Linked DNA regions of Mus musculus: regions 2 and 3 are each linked to region 1. The links are chromatin contacts, called in public Hi-C and promoter capture Hi-C maps. All regions are on one chromosome and are shown on one strand. The core of a region is the stretch at or near the end of the contact, and the rest is flanking DNA. Distances in the headings are between cores, read along the strand shown.

Evidence for each region. Hi-C and Micro-C count contacts between places; a contact is called where the count stands out from the background. Capture Hi-C pulls out chosen DNA fragments and counts their contacts.
Region 2: a Hi-C map of cortical neurons shows a contact between it and region 1, with 6 times the contacts expected there. The contact joins the enhancer-like site here to the promoter of Anapc15 in region 1. A contact is called at or near these places in 2 of 39 promoter capture datasets (hippocampal neurons and liver), 2 of 484 Hi-C or Micro-C datasets (cerebral cortex and cortical neurons), 2 of 115 datasets of contacts at active chromatin or transcription factors (acute myeloid leukemia and forebrain) and 1 of 9 other capture datasets (macrophages).
Region 3: a contact with region 1 is called in a promoter capture Hi-C map of adipose tissue. The contact joins the promoter of Stim1 here to the promoter of Anapc15 in region 1.

The regions. Positions count from the first base shown.
Region 1 is chr7:101,894,048-101,898,962 of GRCm38.p6, reverse strand. Anapc15 (anaphase promoting complex C subunit 15) reads right to left here and starts at 2,632. Exons shown (of 6, transcript NM_027532.4): 1 at 2,513-2,632; 2 at 1,146-1,230; 3 at 892-1,021; 4 at 350-409; 5 at 1-63. The coding sequence starts at 1,168.
Region 2 is chr7:101,412,695-101,417,609 of GRCm38.p6, reverse strand. No RefSeq gene overlaps it. Among named protein-coding and RNA genes, the nearest start is that of Pde2a, 36 kb to the left of the region's middle. Within about 2 kb of position 2,554, at least 52 of the 459 cell types and tissues checked have an H3K27ac peak or open chromatin away from gene starts, as enhancers often do. A contact at or near this core is called in cerebral cortex, cortical neurons and forebrain, where this site is marked.
Region 3 is chr7:102,265,093-102,270,007 of GRCm38.p6, reverse strand. It overlaps Stim1 (stromal interaction molecule 1), which reads right to left and starts at 2,189. Exons shown (of 12, transcript NM_009287.5): 1 at 1,455-2,189. The coding sequence starts at 1,593.

The DNA.
Region 1 (4,915 bases), core at 1,383-3,882:
TTCGGAATCCTCTTCACTGTCCTCATCATCTTCATCATCCTCTTCTTCCTCATCATCGTAGTGCTGGTAGAGCAGAAAGATTCTGTAGGCCTCAGGGCGCCTGGACCAGGTCAAGAGCTGGCCAACTTGGAGCTTCCACCTTCCCAACCTTGCCTGCCTTGAGTCTGGCAGGCTGCTGCATGACCTGAAGGTCCTTAGTACTAGGCACAATGCATAGCCCCTCAGGTTCCCACGTTTTCTGTCTTCCCAGATTGAAAACCACAATTGTACTGAGCCAAAAGTAAGGCCATTAAAGTAAAGCCTTGTTCTACTGGGCTTCACATAGGCCCCACCCACAGGAACCACTCACCTCTGAGGCCGGCTTGCCAATTGGTACCAGGTTGTTGTCTTTCTCTGCGATGCTTTGGAGCTGTGGGCAAAGGAGTAGGGGGGAAAGTAGGGCCAAGGCACAAGCAGGGCAGGTCAGGGGCATTGGACTGGCTTCCCCTACCCCTGAAGAGACCCCAAATGTTGAAACAAAGCTTCTCCCCCCAGTTCTCAGGAAGATGCAATCTCTCTCCTGTCATCTGTTCCTTATAAAATTGATAGACATATGGAAAGTCTTTGGGCCTCTGTTTTTTTTTTTCATATAATTCTGGTGAAAGTGAAATTATTAAGTTCTGTGATGTATAGAAAAGATCCTAGGCTGTCAGGGGCTTGACATCTATCTAATCTACCCCCGAAATCCTATGGTCCCTCAGCGAGTTAGGGTGCCACAAAATAAGAACTTTATCCCCCAAAACTCAGCTTGACTATTCCCCACAGAGGAACCTTTTTCTAAGCAGGTCTCCAGCGTAAGGCAAGCTCACGGCCCGGTGGTAGACCTCCATGCTGCACTGGGTCCTCACTCACCCAGGCCTGATGCTGCTGCTCCTGCTGCTGCAGCTCTGTCTCCTCCACACAGGGTCGGTCCAGATTAAACCACAGTGTCTCAGTCACACGAGGGAAGAGTGACGGGAACAAGGTGGACATGGCTCCTAAGCTGAGGGAAAGGGTCACGTGAATATGTTTTGTTTTGTTTTGATGCAGTTGAAATTTGATTTAGGGATAGGGTGGATTGGGTGGGTAGCAGAGAAGCTGCCCTGCCCTCTTGAAATCAGACAGACCTGAGTTTGAGTCCTGGCTCCATCACTTACTAGCTCTTTGATTTTGGCCAATACACTTAACCTCTCTGGGCCTCAGTTTCCTCATCTGTAAGAATGGGGATAATTAAAATTATATCATCCTCAGTTATTACGACAAACAAAGAAAATAATGAGTAAAGCTGTATGTTGCTTAAAGAGAGAAGAGACTGGGAGCCAGAGATGGAATGTGGCATTGTGATTATGCACAAGATTAGCAATAGCAGAGATCTAGTAAAATTCATTTTAAATACACACACACACACGCACCACAAAACTTATTTTTTGCTCTTTTGATTCATGTCACATCCAACCAGTGCAAAATGGTGTGGACATGAACCACCTCTCTCACCAACCAGTCAAACTGCAGTACACACAACCAAGGATAAAAGAAATTCTCAGAGGGATGAGTAAATAACAAACAAATGAAGAATGAACTAACATGGAAGAGAACAAAATCAACTCTGTGGGCTGAAGCTGCTGACCAGGAAGGTCACCAAGAAGCTGAACTAAAACGCCCTGGCTCACAAACCCAGTGACATGTAGAGCTTGACTTTGGCCACACACTCGATGGGGGCTTAAATCCTACGCAAGGCAGGGATCCTGGCCCAGCACTGTAGGAAGGGCACAGGAAAAAATAGAGTTGGTGTCTACCTTGGTGTTTCCCCCTATTTTTAGTAAATGAAACAGGGTTACAATATTTAGCCCTGACTGTCGTGGAATTCTCTATATAGACCAGGCTAGTCCCAAACTCACAGAGCTCCGCATGCCTCAGCCCCCGGATGCTGGGATTAAAGGCGTATACCAGCCCCCACACCCGGCCCTACTCTAGCTTTTGTTCCAACTTAATTTGACCCACGCAGAACTAGACGCTGTCATTCCCTAGACCAAAGCCCCCCCAGGTCCGTGTGATGGGGGAAAAAAAAAAAGGCGCGTCCACCACGATCCCGAAAGCACTGACAGATTTTATATACTAAAATTCTACCCACCACCGCCCATTCTTTGCTCATTATGATAATGACTGCGAGATTGACCAACAGGAAGGAGGCAGGGGCGGGTCTCCGTCAGGATTTTGACCTTATAGGGATGCTAATCGCAAAATGCGCGCGGCCTGGCCGAAGCCAATTAACTGCAAGAAATGCTGGGTGACAGGAAGTGAAACCAATGCATGACGGACCATGTGCGATGGGTGGGGCTTAGACTCTAGGAAACGGCCAGTGAGCAGGATGTCTTTAAGAGTAAAAATGGGGAAAATGAACTGCTAGGGAAGCGAGTCAAAGGAACTGGGTTTCTCTGGAAGCCGGAAGAAAGAACAAGCAAGGAAACGGCAGCAGTCTCGTTTCCGCACTTACCGCGCCAAGAGCCGGCAGCCGGCGGCGACCCGGAAGCGTTTCCCCAGGTCTGAGCGGAAGAACCCACCAGAATCCGGGACTCACTAACGCATGCGTCTTGCGTCTCCTTTTGTTTCCCGCTTCAACACCGAGCCGGAAGTGATGTTGATGTACTTTAGTTACGTACTAGTTGGGGGAGGACCCTCGCTTGCCCCGCCTACCTGTCAGCTCCTCCTTGAATCTCCAGCGGCAGGGTTTCTCCAGGCTAGCCCCTCGCCTGCGTTCGACTAGTCCCGCCCTCCTGCCACTCGGCGGTGTTTGCGTGTTAATCTCCTCGAAATAGTATGGTTTCCAGAAATGTTCGCTTGTGTGGATGCCGTGTGTGCTGCTGCGTTCCAAGAAACATCTGTTTCTTCCCTTCTGTTCTCTCAGACTCGGTTTTCTGTTTGAACCCTTCTCCTCCTCCTCCTCCTCCTCCTCCTCCTCCTCCTCCTCCTCCTCCAACTCCTCCAAGATCTATTTATTATATGTAAGTACACTGTAATTGTTTTTCAGACGCACCAGAAGAGGGCATCAAATCTCGTTACGGATGGTTGTGAGCCACCATGTTGCTGGGATTTGAACTCGGGACTTTTGGAAGAGAAGTCAATGCTTTTAAGCGCTGAACCATCTCACCAGCCCCTCTTTTCTTCTTTTTTAATTTTGGTTTCTCGAGACAGGGAACTCAGAAATCCACCTGCCTCTGCCTCTGCCTCTGCCTCTGCCTCTGCCTCTGCCTCTGCCTCTCTGCCTCCCAAATGCTGGGATGAAAGGCATTCGCCAGCACTGCCCGGCATCCATTCTTTTCTTTCTGAGAGGATACCTTGAACATGCTAGACAAGCCTCTGTCATGGAACTACATCATATTCATAATATTTACTTTTCTTTTTTGAGACAAGGTTTCATTGCGTATTCCTAACTGGCCTGAAATTCACTATCTAGACCAGGTTGGCTTCGAAGTCTTCCTGTTGGTATTAAAGCTGTGTAACACCACGCTGGCCTCTTTTTTATCTATTTAAAATTTTATCTTATGTATATGTGTGTTTGAACATCGTGTGTGTGTGTGTGTGTGTGTGTGTGTGTGTGTGTATGCATGTGTATGTATGTGTAGGCCCAAGAGTGATGCTGGGAATTTTCCTCAATTGCTCTTCTATCTTATTCTTATTCAATACCACAAGTCCCTGCTATCGCTGGTCTGACTATCCAGGTTCTCTGAGAATTCTCTGTCTTTACAGAAATTACAGGCTGGTTGCCATAACCATCCAGCAATCATGTGGGTTCTGAGGACCCAAACACCAATCCTGGCTTCTTTTACAACAAGCACTTTAACCCCTAAGGTATCTCCCCAGGCCTGTACATTCTTTGTCTACGCTGTTTCTTCTGTAACTAGCATGATAATCTGCCTGGTTTTCCTCCTGTTCTTGGCTCTGGTGAAGAGTGATGAGATAGAACTGTTCAAGAGGTTCCGTATGTGCTTCCTATCAAATCTGATTGTATGGCCCAAGAGGTCAGCTTCAGCTTCAAACGTTTTCAAACGTTAGCAAGCTCTGCTTATTAAAATTGTAGCACTCAGGGACCTGAGACAAGAGGATGTGAAGTTCAAGATTAGACTGGGCTATGTAGCAAGCTCAATGCCAGCCTGAAATGTATAAGCCCCTGTCTCTCACAAAAACAGGTGCAAATTTTAAAAATAAAAATAACGGACAGTGAGATAGTTCAGTGGGTAGAGGCACTTGCTAACAAACCAAGGACCCAACTTCAATCCCTGGACCCACATGGTAGAAAGAGAAAGCTGCCTCTCACAAGTTGTCTTGTGACCTGCATGTGCACACTGTAGCAGTTCTCTGCTGCCTTGCACACCAAATAAATGTGCATCAGAAAAAAATTGTTAACTAGATGTAGTGACAATGTTGGTTTCTTTAAAAACACAGAAATATTGTAAGAATCTTTTCCTGGGGTTTGCAAGTATGGCATCTTGGAAGGTGAAGCGGCACATGCCCCGCCCCCACGCCCAACCCCCAGCATTTAGAAGGCAGAGGTAAGAGAATATCTGTGAATTATAGGCCAGCAAGGCTACATAAAGAGACCCTGTCCCAAAATAGAAAATAAATGAACCCACAAAACCAAATATATGTGCATCACTTCTGAGCAGTGAATATACATCAGTGAACAAATAGACCCTCCTGTGGTGGCAGCTTTTGTTCCAGTGAGAGAAACAATAAAGAAGTTACAAATAATATAAATAACAGTTTTAAGATCGGAGTAAATACTTAGAATAAAATATTGTAGGTAGGGGGTTGGGATTTAGTTCAATGATAAAACCTAGGTTGGTCCTCTGCTCCAGAAAAACAGAATTTATAGGCGTAATATTTTAGGGGGTGGGGA
Region 2 (4,915 bases), core at 1,305-3,804, 480 kb after region 1:
GAATTGGTAGCTCAGAGAGTCATCTCACAGTGCCCGTCCCCCTGTGGCCAGGAAGCTTCCTCCTGTAGGTCTGATGCCCAGAATGATGCCACTGTGAAAGGATGGCATGTACCCTTGGTGCCAGGGACAGGTCTCTGAGCAGGGACCTCATCACACCACCAGGGGCAAAGCCTTTGCTTTGACAAGGACATGGAAAGCCACCACGGTCTCTAGAACAGCTTTAGGGTGGGGCAACTTCTTCATCATTTCAGGAAGATGGCTCTGTCAGTCCAGATGAGGAGACGTGGCTCAGCTTCCTCTGAGGGGCAGGGCTGGTGACCTTAGGAGTGGGTAGTAATCTCCAGTTACCAGTGGGGGGATGAAGCACTGGGACAGATATCAAGTCAGAGGAAAGCCGAAGGCTACTACTGTGTCCTTCAACCCAGAATCCAGTGGCCCTGCTTCCTACCCAGTGCAAGGGGTACAGCTAAGCAGATGTGGCTCAGAGGAAGACTGAGGCAGATGAGGGAGGCCAACCTGGAGTACAGCTGGATCCTTGGGTGCCTCTACTAGACGCTGATATCAGGGAGTATAAGAGGTCAGGGCCAGAAGGTCCGACTCCTCATTACACTGGTGGGCAAACAGGCCAGGGGCATATCCAGGACCAAAGGATATAAAGAGTAGATAGAGCTGGACCACAGATCAGAGACTCCTGGTCATTGTGTCCCAAGTTATTTTCTCCTCTTCATACTCTCTGCCTCTCCTCTGGTAAGGACGGAGGCTCAGCAAAGGAGGCTGTGGATAGAGCTTTAGCACTTGGACCCCCTCCCCACAACAAGAATGCAGCATTTTACTAGGGTGGGTCAGAGCAGAGGCGATCCCTGAGTTCCTCTTCTAAGAAAGGTTTTGCTGTCCTCATCTCCCTCCAACCTGGCACACCAGGACCCCCCTTTCCCGGAGTCCCCCAGCCTCCCACTCAGTCCTGCTTTACCTCTTCTGTGCAACTCCCCACACCTGAGGAGGGAGGGAGGGGGCGTGACTCAGTGGGATAAAGGCAGCTGTTATATTTGAGTGATTACATAAGCCAGGAGGAAGGCAGCTGCAACGTGACTGCACAGAGGCCAGGAGACAAGTCAAGTCTGGGTTGCAAGGCGGGGGTCTCCTCCTGGACTCTGCACACTCTAATCTAGGGCAGAGACAAGTCTTTACAGGACCAGAAAGCAACCATTGTGCACAGGTTGCAAAGTCCTCCCTATGTCTAGGCACTTAAGGAAGGGTCTACCCCACCCCACCCCACCCCACCCCCCAAAACTAGCTCTCAGGTTTCTAGACAACCTAAGGCCAGATTCTGATGAAGCTGTAGAACCTGCCAGGGACTCCTCTTCAGCAAGGAAGACACAAATGAGAAAAGGGTACCTGCCAGGACGGGTTGTCCCAAGCCTATCTGTCCTTGGTAGGCCACTCTCTGGCCACCCTGGGTCTCCCAAGGGTGAAGTGAGAGAACACACGAAGCCTTGGCACAGCAGGTATTCCATATCCTCACTGGCAAGGCAAAGGGCTAGTTGGGGGTTTCACAGGGAGTCCAAACTCACATTGAGCTGACTTCTCTGCCCTGAGTAAACTGACATGGGTGGCCAACTATGAAGTCTGTGGGGCCCTAGGCAAGCCCCTGAGCTCTGTTGGTGTTTGCAGTATCTTTCCTGCAGTGTCCAGGGAGCATCAGAGCCTTCGTTCGAGTCCTGCAGCCCACAGTGCAGTGAGTCAAGGAGGGGTAGGACTAGAACAGGTTGCAGGCAGATGCGGTGACCAGCACTGGGCACCAGCACAAGGCCCACAGCCATCAGGCCCATGGGGTTCCTCCTACGCACCCCCCCAAACCCCGGAGGAGGAAGGCTGTGCCCACCCAGACTGTGTTGCCATGACGCTCACTGGTCTCCATGGTTCCAGGCACACAGCCCTCCCCTCATCAAGAGGAGGGCTGAAGGTGACAGGAGCTGAGGAGATGTGGGTTCCTGGCACCCCCTCCTAGTCTATCTCTCTGCCTGGATCCTTGGGGTTCCTCGACTTGAACCTCCGGGAGACAAAGCAGAGAAGAATGACAGTTTCCACTTCAGAGTCAAAAGAGTGACAAAGAGGGGACTTATGCATAGAAGACAGTCAAGATTGCAGGGGAGTGGCAGAGGGGGGAGGGAGGGCGGAATGGCAAGAGGGAGGGCACACTCAAGTCACCAGGCAGAGTGCCTCCCAGCTGATAAGGAGTGGGAGGTACAGTCCTCAGGCCCAGCTCTTTGGTCTGTGGGTGGGGGTGGGCGGACAGAACAGAGGAGGAGGAGGTGGGGGAGGGGCAGCAGCAGGAGGGAGAACAATTTTCCTAGAGAGCTCTTTGTGTGTGGATGTCCCTCCTCCACGTGCTCTGTGTGTGTGTGTGTGTGTGTGTGTGTGTGATGCACTTGAGTTATGGCAGTGCAAGCTGAGGTGTGCAGGCACGTGTGTGCAGAGCATGAGTGTGTGCCTGTGGCCTGTGTCACTGTGTCTCCAGGGTGATAAATACAGCAGTAGGAGCTGTAACCAGGGCAGAGGAAGTGTGGAAATTTCCACAGGCTGAAAGTAGCATAGAGGAGGGCACATGCCAGGGCCAGTGAGCTCTTCAAGGAGCCATCCCCCTGGTTGGTTAGCTGGGTACAAATCCTCCCCATGTTTTCATAGAACATGGACACTGGGAACAAGAATCCAAAGGCATTCCCTGACAGGAGAGGCAGGGAGATTCTGACCAGCTCTGTGTGGGTGTGGGTGCGCACGTGCATGCATGTGTGTCAGTGAGACAGAAACAGTCACACAGTCTGAGAGTAGGATCTGGGTCATTCAGGTCACTAAGTACTTAAGTAGTAGAAAAGATGCTGTTTTCTGGTAGGGACAAGATCCTAAAGGGCCCATTAGACAGGGATGTAGTCGTGTCTCCTAGGTAGCCAGTAGAGCTAAGACCTGACAGCTAGGGTGTGGAGGGGAGGCCTTAGGGTGTCTGGTGCTGAGGGTGTGAGGCCCTGGGGTTGCATGGGTGTTAAGATCCAGCTACAACAGGTCCTTACTTCAGGCCATCTACATTTGTCTGTCTCTCTTCAGCATCCCCTACCCTCCAGGCTTCAGGACATGAGCCCTTCATGAATCCCTCTGAGCAGCATCCTCTCTCCTCAAGGGTTTCCTCCTCCCCCACACCACTTACTCATCTGCCCCACGTGTGCGGCAAAAGCTCTGCACACAGCAGGTATTCAACAAGTGCTTGGTGAGTGAGGGCTGAACACAGGAAGTAGTCACTAAGTGCTGGCTGAACCTCTCAAGCTCTTCTCCTGTATGTCACAAAGATGTCACTGCGGATATATCTAGGAAGACTAGCAAGGGGCACGGCTGGCACTTCACACTTACCTGCGCCTGCTCATTCAGTGTTCCCAGGAGGCTATCGGGATGCAGCTTAGCTCCAAAGGACAGAGAGCACACAGACGATCAGAGATCTAAGTAACTGTCAAAGCCACGTGGACTATAAAGGATATCTGCCTACCCATCTATGCTTTCCAAAACAGAACTGTGGGCAGGCAGCAATAAGAGCCAGGGGGTAGGAAAGAGGTTCCATGCCCCCTCCAGCCCCAGGGTTAGTACGGAGGTAGCAGGGTCCAGCTTTACCCCCACCTGTCTCACTACAGCCTGTGTACCCAGAGCTCCCTGGAGCCAAGGGTTCCTGGGTCCTCACTGCTGGATATCATGCAGAGTGGGAGGGTTGAAATGAAGGAGCCAGAAGAGAGAAAGGCAGATACCCCAGCCCTCTTCTGCCCCATATCCTACCCTGCCCACTTTTCCCCAACACTCCACCAGCAATGCTCGGTGCCCAGGCTGTGCCCTACTACAGCCTTTTCTCTCAGAGTTCCCTCCCTATTCTCCTCCCCAACATCCAATCCCACCCCCAACCACACTCCTCCAGGAAGTCCTTCCTCCTTCAGGCTCCCACCCCTAACTCTGGGCTCCTCCCATCCCAAGCAACCTAAAGTACCAAGTGCATCCCTCCCTTCTGGCACTGGCTCCAGTATTAGGAATCCTTGAGACAACAGAACCTTCTGCTCTGCCCCCCCCCCCCAACACTGTAGTCACAGGTATTTTTCACGAAGGTTGAGTCTCAATCCTGCAGGGATGTGACCTCACGCCAAGGGAAAGCACTCTACAGTGTCACATAGTGCTGGCTACGGGGAGCGCTCACAAAAGGGGAGAACAGGCTAAGAGCAGGAGGAAAGCTGAGGAGACTCTAATGTCAGGCAGGGAAAGCTGAGAGCAGAGGCTCAGGCTTAGGTTTGCATTCTGTAGGCATTGGGCGAAGGGCTCCTCTCATGTCCTAGAGCCCAGGAGATCAAAGCAAAGCACCTCTACTGTGCTGTCTTACAACACATCACTAGTTGCTGGCCAGAGGCAGGGCTGAGTGGTCCAGCTGGCAGAAGAACAAAGCCAGATCCAGGAATATCACTGGGAGGGGAAGGAGAGGAGGGAGGGAGGAAGTGTTGCAGGTGTAGGGAGGGTTAGGAGGTGTTACACAGACCCTGCTCAAAATTTGCAACTATGAGTGGTCCATGACTGCCCCCTAGTGGCCAAATGCAGCTCCCCTCTGGCTAATCCCTAAACCAGAGTAATGACAGTGCCAGACCAGCAGAGGGCACCTCTAGTTGTACCCTCTTCCTTGGTCTCTGGGGTTGGTGGACAGTAGATCAAGTTCAGGGAGGAAGCAGCTCTTGGGCACATAAGCCCTCTAGCCATGTCCTGCCTGGAGGACATGATAATTTGGCTTGGAGCAGCTCCCTGAAGATAGGACAAAGGGATGGGGACCGTAGCTTGTGCAACAGGTTAGTAGAGCTCAAGGATCGTGTGCTGTCTCCTGGCAAACACCCAGGACACATGTCCA
Region 3 (4,915 bases), core at 940-3,439, 370 kb before region 1:
CTAAAGGCTTGCTAATGCCTAAAACTCGAAGCTGCATTCTTTTAGTTTAGATCTGACATACCAAACAGCTCTCAGAAAGATTGATTTTATGTCATACACACATATTCTGAAGTGAAAACAAGAGGATAAATGATCAATTATAAACCAGGATGTCTGTCACTGGGACTGCAGAAAGACTACTCAGGGTTACTTCACAGTTCAACCAATTTTTCCATTCATAGCCCAATGGGGGGAAACAAATTTAAGCTAAGTTTCAGAGGCCTAGGAGATTTCCTATGGAGATGCAGGAATGACCAATCCTAAAAGCAACAGCCCTAACTCCATGCTTGTATAAGGGACAGTCCTGGCCTCACCTACAAATCAGCCCTTGAAACACCTAAAATTTCAGACAACCAAGTCAAAAAAGCTGAAAGAGGGCAGCCCAAGAAAAAGTCTACCACTAATGCAATCCATAAAAGACTTCACCGCCATATTTTATATTCTTTCCCTGCTTGTATCAGCAGATACCCACTGAGACATCCCCTCTCTGAACTTGCCTATCCTCAAACACCCTAACTAGTCTTCTGTCCCCAACCCTTCAGGCTACAGTCTGGGGCAGATTGTAGTGACAGGGTGTGAAAAACAGAAAAAGAGAACTGGTGAGCTTCTAAACTTTGTGTAAATTAATTGTATTTTTTTTAAAGGTTCCTTTCTACTGCAAAAGTATTGGCCAGAGCTACTACTGCTAAACAAAGCTCTGTAAGTATACAGGGAAAATAAGGACAGATTAAAAATAATAACATGGAATCCTTACTCTCATCAGTCAGAAGAAACGGATTAAGTCAACAAGTGGTCCCAGGATTTTTTATTACCGAGAAGTCAAGAAAGGGCCATTTAAGTCCCTAGTGGTAAACAGGATTCCATCTAAGGACTTGCTTTGATATTTCACATGGGCACAAGCAAAAGACAGATTTCCTAAGGGAAAGGAGGGACTACGGTGGTTCTCACGGTGGTTAGAACAGAAAGGCACACCTGAACACCAAGCTGTAGAAAAACAGACCCAGCCCTGCCCTGATCTTCCCTGCCCATCCCGAGTGGCCTCAACCCACCATTGCCACACACCCCCTTATACCTCAAGTGATAAAACTGGCTAAAAGGAATTTTAACATCTGAGAAGGCTACTCTTCCAGACAAGAAGTCCTGAATGGGGCCTCAACCTTACTGATCTAAAAAGTCAAGGTGTCCCCATGAGGCTTCTCACTACCTTCCGGAGGAGGGATAAGGAAAGTTGCTCTGGGGAAATACTAACATTAGGCATGACTACTACACGAAAGAACTTCTTGGACTACTGAGACTACACAGTGTTATGGTGTATCTCACATGTGCGGAGATTCCAACGTGCCCACTTCGGGCCACTCAGTCTTGAGTCAATCAAGCCCCCAGCCCAGTCCAGCCCGCCGCAAGGCCTTCTTTACCTGCTTCGGTAGACTCTTCAGAAGTCGCCCCGGAGCTAGCTCCTGTATTCTTTTCACTGTGACTATGGCTGAGACTCTGGCCCTGATGCAGAAGGAGCCCCCAAAGAAGCCACAGGGCAAGACGGGCGCACACATCCATGACGGTAGGTCTCAGTCAACATGCGCCTGCTGTAGACACCTTTGGATCCCAGAAGCAAATCCCAGAGTCAGGGAGTGCAGCCGACGGTTCCAAAGCAAGATGCCCTCGCGGCGCCGCAGCTGTCCAGCCACCTGCGGGCTTACCTCCTCCGATAAGCGAAGGTCAAGTGCCCCAAGTTTGGACGCAGAAGGATCGGAGTCTCCGGTCCAACTGTAGGTCCGCCGGGGCTGCGGCGGCGGCCTGAGCTCTATCTGCTTCCGGAGAGTTTGAGCAGGGTGGCTGCGGGGCCGCTGTCAGCTCCGCAGCCTGCTGCACCCCTGCGGGAGGAGGCGGGCAGAATCTCCCGCCCGCACTGAGGTGGGGGAGGGAGAGAAGAGAGGAGAGAAGGGGGGCACCTGACCTCGCCCCGAGAAACAGCGGTGAGCCTCAGCAGCTAGGGCTTCGGCGTGCGACCTACAGGCCCCAGCAGACACGGATGTCTCCGGGATCCTAAGACTCCTAGGCCGAGGTCAGCGCCCCCGCCGGGTCCGGTACCTCTGCGGCTCCTGGTGCCCCGGTGCAGCAGGCGGACGCGCACGGGCCAGGCCCGGGACAGCGGCTCCCGGGAGGGCGGGAGGGCGGGAGGGCGGCACGGGGCGGGCCCGAAGTGGGCGGGGGCGTGCTCTACCGCCGGCCCGCCCCGCGCCGCCCGGCCCCCAGCGAAGCCCGGGCCCGCCCCAGAGCCGGCTTATCCCGGAATAACCTGTTGGAGAGCGCCCGCCAGAGCCCCCCGCAACTGGCGGGGTCTCTTGGGGACCCTGCCTGCGCTGGTGGTCGTCAGGACCGCGGCCCCGCGACAAGGATGGGGCCTCGGCCTCTGCCGTGCGCACCCCAGCCTCCAGCTCTAACGCCCGCCCGCAGGCGGGCCCCTGACACGCAGTTGCTCAGGTAACTCAGGCCTGCGGCGGCGGTGACAGCTACTGCCCTGTCCGGATCTCCGGGCCGCAGCGCTGCTCTCCGGACTCCACTGTAAAGTCAGGTTGGACAGAAACTCCGCACTAGGATGACAAACCTGGAGCCGCCTGGGGTGACTATGGTCCTGCTAGGTTTGGCCAAGGGGCGCGCTCCCAGCCCCCAACTCCCGACTCCCAGGCTCCGCCCTTTCGACGCGCCTCGCAGCCAATCGGCTTCCGCCTCTCAATAACCCGCGCCTCCGGTCTCCCGTACGCAGCGGTCCCTGGTGGCCACATCTAAGTACTGCAAAAGGACTAGTTCCTAGGTGGCCCTGACCCTTTCTAGAGGGTTACTGAAGGGAAGGGAAGCCCCTAGTCAAGCCCTTTAGAGGCTACAAGTGTTTAAAGAAGAAATTGTTCCAAAAAGCAGAATGAAATGCCCATCCCACTGTAGGTAAAACGTCACCTGTACGTAGCCTAACAGGTCTATCTGCTTTCCTAACACCCTGCCCGTCCCTGATCTACATCCTATGCCCTTGTGTAGCTCTTGCAACCCACCTCTCAGGCCCCACCCTCTTGAGGTTTGTGGGGTAAAGCCCGTGATGGTTCCTCCCATCTCATTCTCCTATCTCTCTGATTCCGTTAGAGGAGATGGTAGCGACTTGAGAATAAGTGCCCCAAAAACAGAGAACCCCGCCCAGGCTTCCTTTAGCAAAGCCTATACTTCCTGTTCTCTTCTCAAGCGTACTGTCAGCAGATCTTTACCGAAACCTCCGTGCCCTACCCCTGTCCTTGGCACCGGAGGCAGGAGACTGGATTAGGCCCAGTCCCTCTTCTGACAGTGATAAACCAGCTCCTGTTATGAGTGAGCCCTTTGAAGACCAGAACACGGATTTGCCCAACAGCTGCCTGGCTTAAGGGTTAGGCTGTTGATATAAAAATACATGTCAGACGTCATCTACTATCACTCTCTCCACTCTGTTAATCTCCCATCACACTGGCCTTTTTTTTTTTTCTTGTGGTGTGTGTGTGTACACTTTTACAATATCAAACCCAGAACCTCAGACACGATAAACAAGCACTCTATTCGCCACGCTAAACATGGACCTTCAGGAAGTTCCCAAACACATCAAACAGGCTTCAGAGCATTTGTGTCTGTTGTTTCTTCTACCGAAAACCTTCCTCACCCTACTTCCCCACCCGCTCCCCACCAATAAACTTAACCTCTTGTTATTCTAGATATTGTTGAATAACTCCTTAGAAGGTTCAACCTAAGGCTGACAATATGGTTTAGTGGGTAAAGAAGCTCACCACAAGCCGGGCGCGGTGGCGCATGCCTTTGATCCCAGCACTCGGGAGGCAGAGGCAGGCAGATTTCTGAGTTCGAGGCCAGCCTGGTCTACAGAGTGAGTTCCAGGACAGCCAGGGCTACACAGAGAAACCCTGTCTCAAAGAAAGGCAGACAGAAAGACAGGAAGGAGGGAGGGAGGGAGCAAGGAAAGAAGGAAGGAGGGAGGGAGCAAGGAAAGAAGGAAGGAGGGAGGGAGCAAGGAAAGAAGGAAGGAGGGAGGGAGGGAAGGAAGCTACTATCTGTATCACCTTCAAAGCCAGTCTACAGAGTTAGGCCCTAAATATAGCCACTCCTCCCACTATCGTGTGGTTGTGAGTTTTCAGAGGTCTCTGAGATGTACACCTGCACATCATAAATACTTAGTGAAAAGCTTACTGGTAAATGTTAGTTCATTTGATCACACAAATATCTATTGAATGACAGCCATATGCTGGAAAATTGGCCAAAACAAAAGGCGAACCCCTGACCTAGATTCTATCAGACCTATGTTCTGAGCCAGCTCTCAAACTCAAGTCACAAAATGAACAAGTAGGCAATGATGTGACTAAGTCTTAGGTAGGAGTGATAGGGGTGGGGACTACAGACTGGAAATCAATCGGGCAGAAAGGTGGACACAGCATCAACAGATTGTGGCCAAAAAAGGATAGAGACCTTTTAGGATTCAGACCCAGGACAAACAGCTGAGGTGAATGTTTAACATACCAAAGTGGACCTGGCCTCCAGGTTCTCCCGGTATCCCTCAGTGCCTACCTGACATAAGACTCCCTGTACCCAGGGGCTGGGCTTCCCCTCCCCTGAGTGCTCTTTCCTATTAAGTGCAGACATTTTAGTCTCTCTTGCTCTCCTTCTCACTCCCTATCCCTGCATTTTCTCTCTCCCTGCATATGAATGCTCTTCCTCTTACCCCCCTTCTCTGTCCCCCTCCCCTAGGTGACTTCCCTGGCCTCGTTCCATGGGACCAGTGAACCCACCTGAGAGTGGCTTCCCATTAAACCTGCTTTGATATACTTAAATTTGACTTGAATAGGCTCATTTCACT